Regions from separate parts of the Mus musculus genome. Here region 2 is linked to region 1. The links are chromatin contacts, called in public promoter capture Hi-C maps. All regions are on one chromosome and are shown on one strand. The core of a region is the stretch at or near the end of the contact, and the rest is flanking DNA. Distances in the headings are between cores, read along the strand shown.

Region 1 (7,020 bases), core at 2,529-5,028:
CTGTCTCCCAGCAGCAGCTGTTGTTACAGCTCTAACCATAGCATTTGCCACCAGCATCTTTAAGTACCCTGGTTCCCTGCAGTGCATGTAGCCTCTGATATTTAGGTGACCCTGATGTATTCAAAGTCTCTTGGAATCTCCCCAGCATGGTAGCTTCAAATAAGATTTCATAGTCATCTATAGTCTGTGGTATCTCCCTCCTTCTACAGACCAAAGGGGCCAGGTGAGGCAATGAGGAACCAGGGGGGCAAACGAAGGCATAAGGAAGGAGTCAGCAATGGCTCCTCTCCTCTGTTTCCTTGGAGTGTCTCTTAGACACTCATAAGAAATCAGGAAAAGGCACCAGGCTCAACCCACCTTTGCTGACTCTTTCCATGCTTTATTTATTCCTCTCTTTCTTGGGGTCACTGGCCTTGAACCCTAATAGACCTCTAGCATTGAACACTCATCTTCTGCTTTCTTCTTTGGAGAAGCCTGGCGAAAGCACAGCTCAGCAGGTAGACGCATGGGTAAGTGCGTGGGTACCACTGGCTACCTTCTGATTAACAGGCAATCTGAAAAATGCTTCTGACTGAGCACTGACTTCATGCCTGTGGGACTTTGACTGTGTCCCACTATTCATCCTTCAGAAAACAGAGGCAGGTGTCAGGTGAAGAGTTTCTGGCCTAAGTCTTAAATGAGAAATGCCAGTGCACAGGAATGTAATTAATATTTGTTGCCTTTCAGAGTTTCTAAGTATCGGGCTAACTGTTTCTGTTAAAAAAATATTCAATGATTACAGATAATCATAGTCAAAAATATACATATGTGTTTTCCCTTGTATGTTTGATCTGGTCCATTGTAAATGTGAAAATGAGGAGAGAAAAAAAGCTGGCCTACTTTCCAAAAATAGTCATGTATTCATCAAAGGACAACAAGAGAGAGAGAGAGAGAGAGAGAGAGAGACAGAGAGAGAGAGAGAGACAGAGACAGAGACATAGAAAGAGACAGAGACAGACAGGTAGACAGACACACACACTTCAGGTTACTCAGCTAAACCCTGATGGCCGCCAGTTCCTCTGCCACAGCCAGTGGGTTCAACAGTGGATGCTTCTGAGTGCCACACTGACCATGTATTTTCATCCCCAGGTAAGCATTTTCACGAGTTTGAGAAGAAAGTAAATCATTTCACACTTGATCATCCTTCCCTCAACTTTGTTTAATCAAACCCAAAGGTTGTTAAGTAATAGCCATAACCATGATGATGCCAACCACAGTAATAATACAACACTGTATCAACAGTAATAATATAACACTGTATTAAGAGTAACAATGAAATGCTGTATTAGCAGTAATAATATAATACTGTATTAATAGTGACCATACAATACTCTATTAACAGTAATATGATAATACAATGACAAAATCAACATCACAAAAGAGAAATCAGCACTTGTTTTCACTTGTTGTCAGTCTGTGCTTGTGTGTGTGTCTGTGTGTATGTGTGTGTGTGTGTATGTGTGTGTATGTGTGTTTGCACATGCATGTGCACAGCATGCATAACTTTTGGGGACTTGGTTCTCTCCTTCTTCTATGGGTTCAGGAAATGGAGGTCAAACCATCCAGTTTCCAAGAAAACAATTTTACCCCCTGAGCCTTCTCCCAGAGTCAGAGCCAGCACTTACATGATCAGTGTTTAGATGTGAATTTATTTAATTCTCTTTGCACCTGTGATTTCCTGTTTGTAGCCAAGAAAACCATAGTATTTTGTAGGAGGGCCTTGGTACGGTCTGATATTCACTTCCTGGGTCTAGAAGGCAAAACGAAATAGGCAGCAGAGAAGAGTGACATGGTTACTCATATAGTGGCTTTGGATTGAATTGAGGAATGTGTGGTATACCTGTAGAGTATGCCAGGTGACATGAAGGTGGGTAGGAAAGCCTTTGCTAAAGAGTTTTGACCTGCTCTTTTAAACAATTGATTTACTATGTAGAAGTGGAATGGCATAATACACTGAGCTTGTGCTGTCCTTAGAGGCTCCCATGCATATCAGAATGCCTGTGTCTGTCGCTGTGATCAATGACATGCATGCCTGAAAGACAAGTTGCATTTGTAAGACACTTTCTTTTTTCTTTTTCTTTTCTTTTCTTTTTTTTTTTTGGATATTTTCTTTATTTACATTTCAAATATTATCTCCTTTCCCAGTCCCCCAACCCCAGAAACCCCTGTTCCTCCCTCTCCCTGCTTATATGAGGGTGTTCCCCCACCCACCCACCCACCCAATTCCACCTCCCTGCCTGGCATTCCCCTACACTGGGGGGGGGTCTAGCCTTCACAAGACCAAGGGCCTCTTGTCCCACTGATGTCCAACAAGGCCATCCTCTGCTACATATGCAGCTGGAGCCATGGGTTCATCCATGTATACTCTTTGGTTGGTATGTTTGTCATATTGATGCAGACATCACTCATACATGGCATATAGCTCCTTTTGGACAGCTTTCTACCATCTTTCTTCCCTACTAGTTTCTTTGCAACATTCATGTCTGTTTCATTTGTGTCTTTCCAGATCTGGCCAGAGCTCTCTATGTACTTTGGGGTCAGAGCCTAAGGGGTATGTCAGTGGGAATGAAACTGAAGACAGCTGTTACCCCTCTACCAGAATCTATCAGTAGCCTATAGTTCTTCAGTAAAGGGTAGTGTGTAAGACACTTTCAGTATCATCAGGAATATGACAAATTCAGCCAGTCACTGTTATCCAGGACACAATGTTCTTCAGCACCATCACCACCTCTCCAAGCTTGAAGACTGAGAATATATATATATATATATATATATATATATATATATATATGTGTGTGTGTGTGTGTGTGTGTGTGTGTGTGTTTGTGTGTGTGTGTGTGTGTGTGTGGGGATGGTTAGCTCTGGTTGTCAGTCTTACGCAATCCAGAGTCATCTGGGAGGAGATTGTGTTCTCTTTGTAGACAATGAAGGATTGTCTACTCTGCCTGAGTCTGTGATCCTGTCTATGGAGTATCCTAATTTAATTGATGTAGGAGGGCCCAGTCCACTGTGTCTATATCACACCCTAGACAAGAGGTCCTTAACTGTGACACAGTGCAGAAATCAAGCTGAGAACAAGCAAGCAAGCATGAGTCCTTCCTGCTCTGCTCTTGGATGGGCGTGTGTCTAGGATGGTCATGTTTCTAGCTATTCAAGCTGTGGCCCTGCCTTCCTCGCCATGGTGGAAAGATGGACGAGTGTACCAAATAGGCACTTTCCCCTTTAAGTTCCCTTTCGGCAAGCTATTTCATCACAGTAACGAAAAGGAAATTAGGACACACACACACATCATGTGTGTCTACTGCAGGACATGTCTCAGCTCCCTCCTATCTTCAAATCTGCAGATTTGAAGAGTGCCATAAAAAATTCAAAACAAGATGACTTAAAAAAACAATCAACCATTGATGGTAAAAGCCTGATTATGGCTGCCTTGGACCCTAACTGACAATTTGGTTTGTAAGAGTAGAAAATTTTGAAATATTTAAGTTTGACTTAGACAGAGAACATTGGATTCAGACAACTACTGTCTATAAATAACCACACCTTCCTGGAATGTTCTCATTTACATGGGATATATTTAGGTTCTTCATTTCAGTAAAACCTTTAAAATAATTAAGTGTTAGTCAACTACGTAGAGGAAAGAAGTTAATCAAATGCTTTCCTGTGACATGTCAACAGTGGGGCCATTCGTTTTCTGAAAGGAAATTGATGAGTAGGGAGGAGCCTCTAATTTGCATAATGTTTAAGAGCCTAAGGCTTGCCAACTCTCAGCCTGGCCAACCACAGAAAGGCCTACCACCCATTTCACATGGTCAATGCCCATATTAATAAAGAAAGCAAAGAACAGATGTCTAGTTAGTGTCACATGGGTCATTTAAAAAAGTATTCCACGAGAAACATTATTTCTGGGTGGTTTATTTTGAGCAAAACCCAAAAGTTTAACTGAAGCTTTTAGGGAACTAGAGATTATCAGTGAGCCATCCCAGAAGTTTCCTCACATCAATTCATGGTGCATAATATAGAATGGACCCAGCATTCAAAAGTTCTGTTCCAAAGGTGAGGTTACAAGGAACAGGAACAGGAAACCACGAACTGTCTATGCTGTTACAATGTAACCTCTCTGTTTTTCATCCCTTATCTTATGCTTACAGTGAGTTATGGTGAATTTGGAAGTGTATCAAAGGGTGCACTGACGTCAGCAAACTAGGCCAGTCTTTGGGTGGAAAGAAAGGTTTATTTGGGGAAGTTCAAAACTGCTGCAGCTTTCTGGGTGTACAGAAAAAAATATTGAAAGGTAGGAAAAGCCTTGATAGTTTTAAAGGGAAACATTGAGGGGGAGAATGTAAGCTGGAACAGCCTGTAGTTAGGGGTAGAACAGCACGGGGAAGGCTTGTGGGTAATAATGGCCCATGAGCTAGGGAGTTAGTGTGGAGGATTTGATATGTCTGATGAGTATTTGCTAATAAGATCCTAGATGCTCCATTTGCCACAAGTAGTCAGCTGTAAGAGGAGATAGGAGGGGAAGCTGGTTGCCTGCTCCAAGCTCCTATTCATTTAGTAGTCTAAAAAATTGATACAACTCTCTTGTGTCACATAAAAGTATCTAGCCTGAAGTACATGATAAAATGTATATTATATAAAAGGAAAAAAAAGCACAACACAGACAAATATCCTTCATCAATATTACCTCAGAGAAACAGCTAGAAAAATATTTTCAGAAAGTTGCTTTTAGAGATAGATAGTGGTTTGTAGTTTTGTTTCATCACTTTAGGAATAAAGCCATAGAGGAGCTAATGAACTTGTGTGTGTGTGTGTGTGTGTGTGTGTGTGTGTGTGTGTATGTATGTATTTGTAGGTATGTATATGTGTGTATATGTGTATGTATGGCTATATCTGTGTTTGTGTGTGTGTAGGTATGTATAGTGTATATATGTGTATGTATGGATATATATATATATATATATATGTGTGTGTGTGTGTGTGTGTGTGTGTGTTTGCGTGTGTTTGTGTGTGTGATGATGTATAGTATTTATAATTGGATAAAAAAATCAAAGAATGGCCTTTTAAGCTCTCACCTTTCTTACTCTCAACTCTAGCTCTCTTCCTCCCTCTCCCTCCCCTTCCCATCCACATGGCCTTCTTTCTACCTTCTCTCTTTATCTCTGCCTTTCTACAATAAAGCTCTAAAACCATAAAAAAATCAAAGAATGAAAAGTTCTCATGCGAAGATTGATATTTGGAGATTTTTCTAGAGAGATTTCTGTCAAATTAGAACAGTAGCCACAGACATGACCTCCTGATGTCATAGACTTTGTTGTTTAGTTGGACATAATTGAAGTCACTTTGAATTAGTGGTATGGTTGGAATAATGTTCACGCAGGCACAGATCCATTATGGTGTCAAGAGCTGAACCACTCTATATGCCATAATCCCAGCCTTTACATTTAGCTCCTGCTGTCAGGTTAGTCTCAAGGATTCCTACATACACACAATGACAGAAATGAGCTTTTAAAAAGACTTTCAAAGTAACTGCTCAGAAAGATTTAAGCTGTTCATTATTTTCTGAGTCATTATTGACATTCACTAAAATTAAGCAGAGACCGTGAGCCCCTAAGAATGTGCAGAGGTAAAGAGTGGTCCTTCAGGTAATGTCTTGGTAAAAGAGATAATGTGGGATCTGGCTTTCCTGGGTTGCAGTTGTCTTCTAGCATATTGAAGAAACATGCATACATTTTTTTTCAGGAGAGTAGCATTGGTGCAGGAAAGCAGCTGTCATAGACAGGGAAGTCTGCAAGACACAGTACACAGAGCTTAGAACCTGTAAGAGGATGGGCCCCTGAGTCCAGTGAAGCCAGGACAGCTACTGTTAGAACGTGGGGTGAGGACACCTTTCCTTCCAAAGGATCCACTATAAGGTCTATAAGGTCAGAGCATCTTTTGTAAAATGGAAATCACAACAGGCTGAGGCAGTATAAGATACCTCAAGTCATCAGTTATGAGCATCAAGAAAGTGAAGTGATTGATTTCAGTTTCCTATTTCAGTCAAGTAGATGATTTTTTTTTCTCTTCTTCATTCAATCTAAGGTCATAATTATTACTTTTGTAAGATCGCTGAGCTGTCTTTTCAAAGTAAAGAGCCCCTTACAATGTTTGAAGATCATTTTGCCATATGTTATTAAGATAAAAGAGAAATCTCATTACTAAAATGAAAGGAGAAATGTAGGAGTATTGTTAACTTTGAAGCTATGACAGCAACTTTGCTCTCGTAAAACATTGTATTTGCAGAAGCCAAATAAAAATTAAATCATGTTCTAAAACTTCTTGCCAACGCCAGACCATGAAAGTAGATGATTAAGGTTAAATTTATAGATAGCATAGTAACAAAAATATATTTTAAAAATGGAGAGGTAAATGCATTTCAGAATATCATTCCTTAATTTGATATACTCAATTTTTAGTTTCATCTGTGTGCACATGTGTGCTTATTTATGTAATATTCAAAGTGACAAAGTAGTCATGTTTTGAACTTTAGAAGTAATTTGGGATTTATTTTTGTATACATATTTATGTAATAAAATAAATCCCCTGAAAAATAATCAATTTAATAACAGTTCCAGACAAGGTTATAATTGTACAGACTAGACTCTATAGACGCAACACCATTTCATATGTAACTTGGAGACAGGATGGATTAATGGATGAAGAAATAACAGTGCTACTAATCTAATGTGAGAGAAGATTACCAAATATAGATATGCATTGGGTCAAGTGTAAGTCACATTTGAATAATGCATTCATATCTATTTTAGGCTCTTTTATGGAAGGAAAGTCACACCTCACTCACTCTGGTTTTCTTTCAATTTATAACATTTTAGAAAGGCAGTTTAAATCAAAGAAGAATTTTTGTGCACAAATTTTTCTTGAGTAATCTGCAGATTCATTTTGATTTTCATATAAAGAATAAAAGTTATGTAGCAGTCG
Region 2 (7,020 bases), core at 2,939-5,438, 1.5 Mb before region 1:
CTATCAGCCACACATTAGAACCCTACTGATTCCTAGTTAGTACCCTCGTGTTACTAGAGTCAAAACTTTACATTGTAATTCAGCCAATCACAGCATGAACTCCAGAGACTGGGTTTCAGACCCGCAGTACTTGTCTGGATTCATATGTTAATACAAAATCAAGTTGGGTGAGATACTCGAATATAAACCTCAACCTGTTAGAGGAGAGGCAAACAGAAAGAGATGTTTCTGCTTACAGAAAGCCAGCGCATTGTCTTAAACTCAAAAGCACCAACTACAAAACAAAATTGAAAATGGGAGACTGTGAGTATCTCAAAGGAAAACGCTTTTACACAGAAAAAAAAAAGGGAAGGAAGGGAGGGAGGGAGGGAGGGAGGGAGGGAGGAAAAAGAAAGCTCAAGGATTGTTACGGAAAAGGGGCGGAAAGACCATGGAAGCCAAAGAATGGAGATGACACTAAGGAATGCTGTGCTCCAGACATGACAGGGCCATAGCACTTGTGAGCCCACAACAGCTATTGTTCCCTGCACCCAGCCTGAACAAGATCGTCCTAGTAAAAAGTTGAGCCTGGAAGGAAAGGTCCCAGGGGCCAAGTCCTAACCGAGGAGCTGGGGTAATTGATGGCTGCTGAGATAGGAGCATGCTTTTATCTGGGGGATGTGCCACTGGTGGTTTGTCCTTATCCTTAGAGGTAACCCAAAACCCATGTGCATACTGCTCTTAGTGGGCTAATTCTAACGAGTTTTAAATGCATGAATGTGGGGTGAACATGGGAAAGAGCATCCAAGGGAAGTTAGATAGAATAGGAATGGATAGATGAAAACGCACCGCATACACGATGGACTTCTCAAATGATAGATTTAAATATTATTTTCAAGTAGGGGGAATACGTGGAATCGTCGAGAACCTGTGGTGACTAACGGAATGACCAACTATAGTTACAGTTCTGAATGGGATGCGCGGCTGCCCTCTGCTGGCCATGCTGGGTGTTTGCGTTCTGAGCTGAAACCATTCAAGGATTACAAGTCTGTTTGCAAAAATGAAGCTGCTGAGACCCCTACTGGAAGAAAGTTATACAGCCCTGTGCAGCACAGGCCTGAACGCACACAGAAACTGGCTGATGGCTGACCCTCCACAGTCATGTTCTTTCCCCTGGAGCAGGAGGGGCCCTATTGTGGGAATCCTTGCCAGAATTACACAAACACCCCAGACTTGGAAACATAACAGGTCTGGAAGGAGATACTGACCTGGAGTATCCAGGATAAAAGCAAATCTAACCGTAAAGACATGCTGCCCACAGGATTGGAGACTCATCAGGGGACAGAGGGCTGCTTCTGAGGACTTCACTCTGCATTGCAATATCATATGATATCATGCACAGCTATAAAACTGTGCATTCCTGATCCATATGAATACAGCCAACACAGGGCTTTGGAACACCACTGTCCAACAGGCACCTCATATCTGCGTCCTAGACGTGGTAGAAATGATAGATTCCGATACTATCTGATCCTGCTGTTCGGCTACTCTTCTCCCAGGTCACCCAGGTCCCACAGAAGCTGAGACACCTGTCAAAGCCAGGGGTACAAGGCTCCAGGAGAATGACTGACGGTTCTAGGGAAATGACTAACAGTCCTAGATATGAAGGAACACCAGGAGAGCACATCCTAGCTCGATGGCTTAAAGTGGCAACCCTCCGAATCTGTGAGCTGTCCCCTGAGACACATGGGTAAGAGCCTGTCATACATAGGGCTTATTCACAGGCAGATTCTGGCATCTTCCACTTCCCATGTTTTATCAGCACATAAAGAACTCACCTGTGCTGAAAGTATTTCTAGCTTACAGGAAGGTCTTCTCACAGAGAGGCCACGTTCATATCATACCAAGTGAGATCTCTCCCCCTCCCCTTCCCCCTCCCCCTCCCCCTCCCCCTCTTTTCCTCCACCTACCTCTACCTCCCCTCTCCCTCTCCCCCTCCCCCTCCCCCTCCCCCTCTTTTCCTCCACCTACCTCTACCTCCCTCTCCCCCTCCCCCTCCCCCTCCCCCTCTTTTCCTCCACCTACCTCTACCTCCCCCTCTCCCTCTCCCCCTCCCCCTCCCCCTTTCCCTCTGCTCTGGGCCCTGTGGGAACCATAAGGATTCACTACCATCTCTTGCCAACACTTACAATGGCCTTCTTCCCCTGACCTTTATGATGGCAGGAAAGTCTCCGCACCAACTAAATACACAGGAGAGGTAGGGATGCAGGATTTAAAGGGAACAGAGAAGAGCTGGTCCTGTGCCTGAGGGGTCAGCAGGAGGACATACCCTGCTTGGGAGGCCTGAATCAGCAACCTTCAGAGTTACAAGCAGTCCTGTGGGAAACAAGGAGATGGATGGCCTATCACAGGCAGCTCCTAGCTCATTCTAGGACCCGTTTTAGTCCTGAGCACAGACACATCCTGTGCGTAAGAAGTTCTACCTACCCTAGGGAAGTCTTCTCTGGGAAGCTGGATTATTCTCCAGAGAGGCCACCAACAATCTAATCGGGCCATATCAGCCAGGGCCTGGGACTTACCAAGAGTGGGAATCTTGAGACTATAAAGGATCTCTCAACGCATCTACCTTACCCAGGCGAGATTTCCCCAGTCAGCTTGAAGGATAGAGAATACCAGCATTTCTGGTCTAATGCCATGTGGAGCCTGCAGGAGAAATCTAAACCCATGTCAGGGTGATCTCTCTGATGTTGCCGCTGCTTTTGAGACATCCCTGCTCCTTGTAAGTAATGAGTCCCCCACTCCAGTTAGTCACCACAGTAAATACTCATTGGTTCACCAAGCTGGACAAGGGTGCAGCCATTGCTTTTATCTGTCATGTTTTGTCTCTCCAGGAAGTCTGTCTCACAAGAGCCTCCCCTGAGTCAGGTCTAGAGACAGTGTCATTAGTCTAATGAAGGCACCTCACCTCCTGCCATAGCAGACTGGTAAAAGATAACACATTAGCCAAGGAGGAAACGTAACTGGATAAGTGCTGTGAAGAAAAGAAAGGTAGAGAGAAGGGAGGCTGGTGGCACAGGAGGTGTGATTATGAACCAACCACCTTTGCCACACAGCCAATCAAATAGAATAGAATCAGATAGAATATCCCAGCTGGAATCCCCAGTTGTGTCTTCCAGCTGACCCTTCTGCGATCTCCATTTATAGGATTCTGAACCTGGGGGGCCATGTCCCTCCACACTGGACACAGCACACAAGACAGACCAGAGAGGCAGCCAACGTCCTGATCCCCCACCTTGCCTGCCTTGGACTGTTTTTAACAAATGAAATATAGAATATGTTTTTATTTCTCAAACCGTACACCTAGGAATTTGGATGGGGAGTGTGGTGGGATGTTTTAAGGCTAAAAATGTTGAGAAATGTATTGAAATGTTCCCCACCCATCACTAATCATGAACAGCATTTATTTCCAGTCCTAATTTGTGTATTCTTATTCCTTCGCAAGAATTCTATGGGGCAGAATCGCTGTAGGCCTGACCTCTACTTAGTAATTTCCTGCCACGCCTGCTCAAGGGTTATAAAACATTTTTCCGCTGGGCATGGACGATTCAGAACAATCTTTGTCCCCACGTCCACAGTCCTGTGTAACCTCTACATCGAAACAAATGTCAGGGTGATGCTTTCCCATCTCCCAGAAAGACTTTCCGTGGGAAGGTTTACTTCTGGCTTTGGGGGATCTGGATTAACCCCTCAAGGATACCTGGGAGAAAGGTCTGAAAGCAAAGCGGCTATTAAAGGCTCAGATGCCATTTTAGGCGTGTTTCCTTTCCCTTTTCTGGACACACAACTGAAATTTTTCAAAAGTCCCAATCAGCTTTTCAAATTCCTCCTCCCATGATACACATACACACATACACCACTCTGACTAGTAGTTAAGTGGACTCTGTTTTGAGCAAACCCGCTGACTATGACCACCCAGTGACTAACCCATTTCGCTTCAGAACAAACCCATTGTGTCTTACAGCCGTTAGGAGGCTGGGACAGCATGCAAATCTGACACAGACCGCGAGACTGCCCCCTAAGAACCTGTCGGTTCCTCCTGCCCCCTGTCCCCGCCTTCACCCCAACCCTACTAGCAACTTGGTAACTGACTGGGAAGAAAAGCCTCCTGTCTTGGGGCCCCAAGCCGGAAGCCTCCCCAACCCGGTCCCGGGCAGGGGAAGGGGCGGGCACAGGCAGCAGCAGCTCAGAAGATGCACGCGGGGCTCCTGGGGCTCTCTGCCCTGCTGCAGGCGGCCGAGCAAAGCGCGCGTGAGTGAGGCGCAGCCCGCGAGTGCTCACCCCTCCAATACCCTACTCCAACCCAGTGTGCGGGGCACATCTACCACCGCTGTGCCTCCTCCTCCTCCGGCAGGCAGGCAAGCGGCGAACACTGCGCCGGTGCACGCACGATGATCTCCCGTCCTAGCCTGCAGAGCACTCCCTGTGTGATCCCCTCACCATGCATGATTTCCTCCATCCAGTTAGACATCCCTCCATGCATGGATCCTCCCCATACTCCAAACCCGGAGCCCTGAGTCCCTTCTCTCTCCTCTCGCTGGTGCTCTGCAAAGAGCTGCGTGAGGAGGCTACTTTGGAGCGCCAGCACTTGGTGAGGCGCCCTGGCTCCCTGGACACCCGGGCTCCGGGCTGGGGTGGCATGCGATCCAAGAGCTGGGAGAGGTGGAGGGGTGGGATCCCAAAGGACACTGGTTACCCTTTCGAGATTGTGACACAGCAGAACGCTGGTTTACTGAAGACAAGGGTCCTGTGGGTAGCGGAGATGAAGCAAGATGGCCATAGTTTTCGCGCCTTTCGCGTTTGAATTTGTAACCCTTTCAGTGCTGGCATAGAGTGCCTCCGCCCACTTCTGCCACTCTCCTACAAGGCCCGGTCCCTGGGGAAACTCCACCATCCGGATCCAACAAGGTTCCGCGTCCCTTCTTGGACATGGTATCTCTGAAATTTACCTCTGATTTACAGAATAATCCCTGCAGATTCCCGTCCCCAACACCCACTCAGAATCCCAAAGGGCGCTAGTTTAGGCCCTAAGAGACTAGGAAGTACACTGTTGCCCATAGTGGCCTAGTCCCCTAGCTTTCCAACAGGAAAAGAATGGATGTTTAGCAGGAAGCTTGTCAGTGCACTGAACATAACCTGGGACTGAGAAAGGAATAGTGGCTATTCTCTTCCCATAGCTGATGGGTTCCCGGCTCTGCCTCCAAGCAGTGAGGTTTGTGCCTACTGATCTACATTCCTTGGTAATCCTAGAAAACTCAGGACAACGGTAGTGTGAAAGGGTCCCTGAGTACCCTCCACAATCCCCCTCAGTAATCAGTAATACCAACACAGCTTCTCGCTGACATCCGAGGTTATATAGGTGGAGCCTGGTCTGATGGCATAGGCGTATAATCCAAGCCAATGAAGAGGTTGGGGGTGGATGAACGTGGTGAGTTCTAAACCTAACTAGGCTGCAGAAAGAGTTTAAAGCTAGCCTGTGCAACTTAGCAGAACATTGTCTCTAAATAAACAGAAAAGTGGACTCGGGGATAGCAGAGGCCTTACCTAGCACAGGAACTGCCCTGAGTTCAGTCCTTAGAAACACAAAACAAAAGAAAATCCAAAGCCAGCCTCACACAGAACCAGCTATGACTGAAGTCCAGCACATGCAGCCCTGGTTGGCTGTAACCGTGTGGTGACTCCAGGTCACTCCTGGTTGTTGGGTCCCCCAGGTACTTAGCACATATGCGGTGTAACCCCACAGACATACCACTACCACTATGCCTGTCTTATCGCTAGCAGGCCCTGTGGGCTCCTTGCTAATGGTAAGGATGCTGTGCTGGTTATGTTGAGACCTGGGTTCCTTTGAGGTTTGGTTTGGTTTGGTTATGTTTTGTTTTGTTTTGTTTTGTTTTGTTTTGTTTTGTTTTAGTTAAATGATCTGTTGGATAGAACAGACTTAAGAAAGATCACAGTTCCTAGGGATAAGAGGCAGGGCATACTGAGTGGGGCCATATGGAAAGACTCAGTTGATCAGGAGCCAGAACCTCTGCTGGAACTTCATCAAACAAGACAGGCTGACCATGGCGAATAGATTTGGAGGACTTGTTTTCTATGGGTACTTTTTTGTGAGCTTTGGGCTACAGATAGGTCCCTAGTCACTTGGCCCCTGACCTTGGACAGACTAAGGCAGAGAAATAGCATTTCCTAGGGTACATGGGTCTAAATCAGAAGCTCTGAGTTGGATAGAGTGCATACCACAGGCACATTCTTGGAAGAACACTGTGTTGTCTGTGGCAGAAAGGCTTCAGGCTGTCAGAGCACCGTAACATACAGAAGACACGTGTATATGAAACATTGCCTAACTCTGTCATTTCAACACCCCTCATCTTGTCTTTACCCCAGGCCTCTGCTCCATAGTTTTCTACTTTGCCACGGGTCGTCTCCTCTGGGGGTGGCTGGCCCTTTCTGTCCTCCTGCCCGGCTTCTTGGTCCAGGCCCTGAGCTTTCTGTGGTTCCGAGCAGATGGGCATCAGGGTCAGTGGTGGCTGGCGGTACTGCATCTTCTGCAACTTGGCGTCTGGAAGCGGTAAGAGCGCCCACCTCCCTTCCCTCTGATACAGTGGAAAAATTCCCCTATCCGTACACACTCTGACCTTAAAGCCAGGGATCTTCAGGGCCACAGCCGTGTCTGGCATTGGCATCCTAACACATACCCAGCGTCTGGGGCTCCTCCTCACTGCACCAATGACCTTTCGATGCTTTTTCTTGTCTTTAGCCAGATTCTACATCACTGCTGTTTCCACCCCTTAATGAACCTCTGGATCCACATAAATCAGCTTGCTTAAAGTGTTCCATCTGATAACTGCTACCTTGGTCCATGAAGGGGGCACAGACTTAATTGACCACAAGCTAGACAGTAAAGCCCACGTGATGACATTTGTTTTATGCATCTGTGGCAGGAAGAAGTGACCTGGGAGCCAGAGCCAGTGGTGGTTTTTTTGG

Evidence for each region. Promoter capture Hi-C pulls out the DNA fragments that hold promoters and counts their contacts.
Region 2: a contact with region 1 is called in a promoter capture Hi-C map of the HPC-7 cell line, with 8 times the contacts expected there. The contact joins the promoter of Xkr5 here to the enhancer-like site in region 1. A contact is called at or near these places in 8 of 39 promoter capture datasets (the 3T3-L1 cell line, 3T3-L1-derived adipocytes, the HPC-7 cell line and 4 more) and 1 of 484 Hi-C or Micro-C datasets (myeloid progenitors).

The regions. Positions count from the first base shown.
Region 1 is chr8:17,410,224-17,417,243 of GRCm38.p6, reverse strand. All of the region lies in intron 1 of Csmd1 (CUB and Sushi multiple domains 1), which reads left to right. It overlaps C030002A05Rik, which reads left to right. Exons shown (of 1, transcript XM_030243881.1): 1 at 1-7,020. Among named protein-coding and RNA genes, the nearest start is that of C030002A05Rik, 79 kb to the left of the region's middle. Within about 2 kb of position 3,778, at least 26 of the 459 cell types and tissues checked have an H3K27ac peak or open chromatin away from gene starts, as enhancers often do. A contact at or near this core is called in the HPC-7 cell line and myeloid progenitors, where this site is marked.
Region 2 is chr8:18,948,143-18,955,162 of GRCm38.p6, reverse strand. It overlaps Xkr5 (X-linked Kx blood group related 5), which reads left to right and starts at 4,188. Exons shown (of 7, transcript NM_001113350.2): 1 at 4,188-4,287; 2 at 6,421-6,604. The coding sequence starts at 4,230. It overlaps Gm40464 (a long non-coding RNA gene), which reads right to left and starts at 4,896. Exons shown (of 3, transcript XR_870173.3): 1 at 4,733-4,896.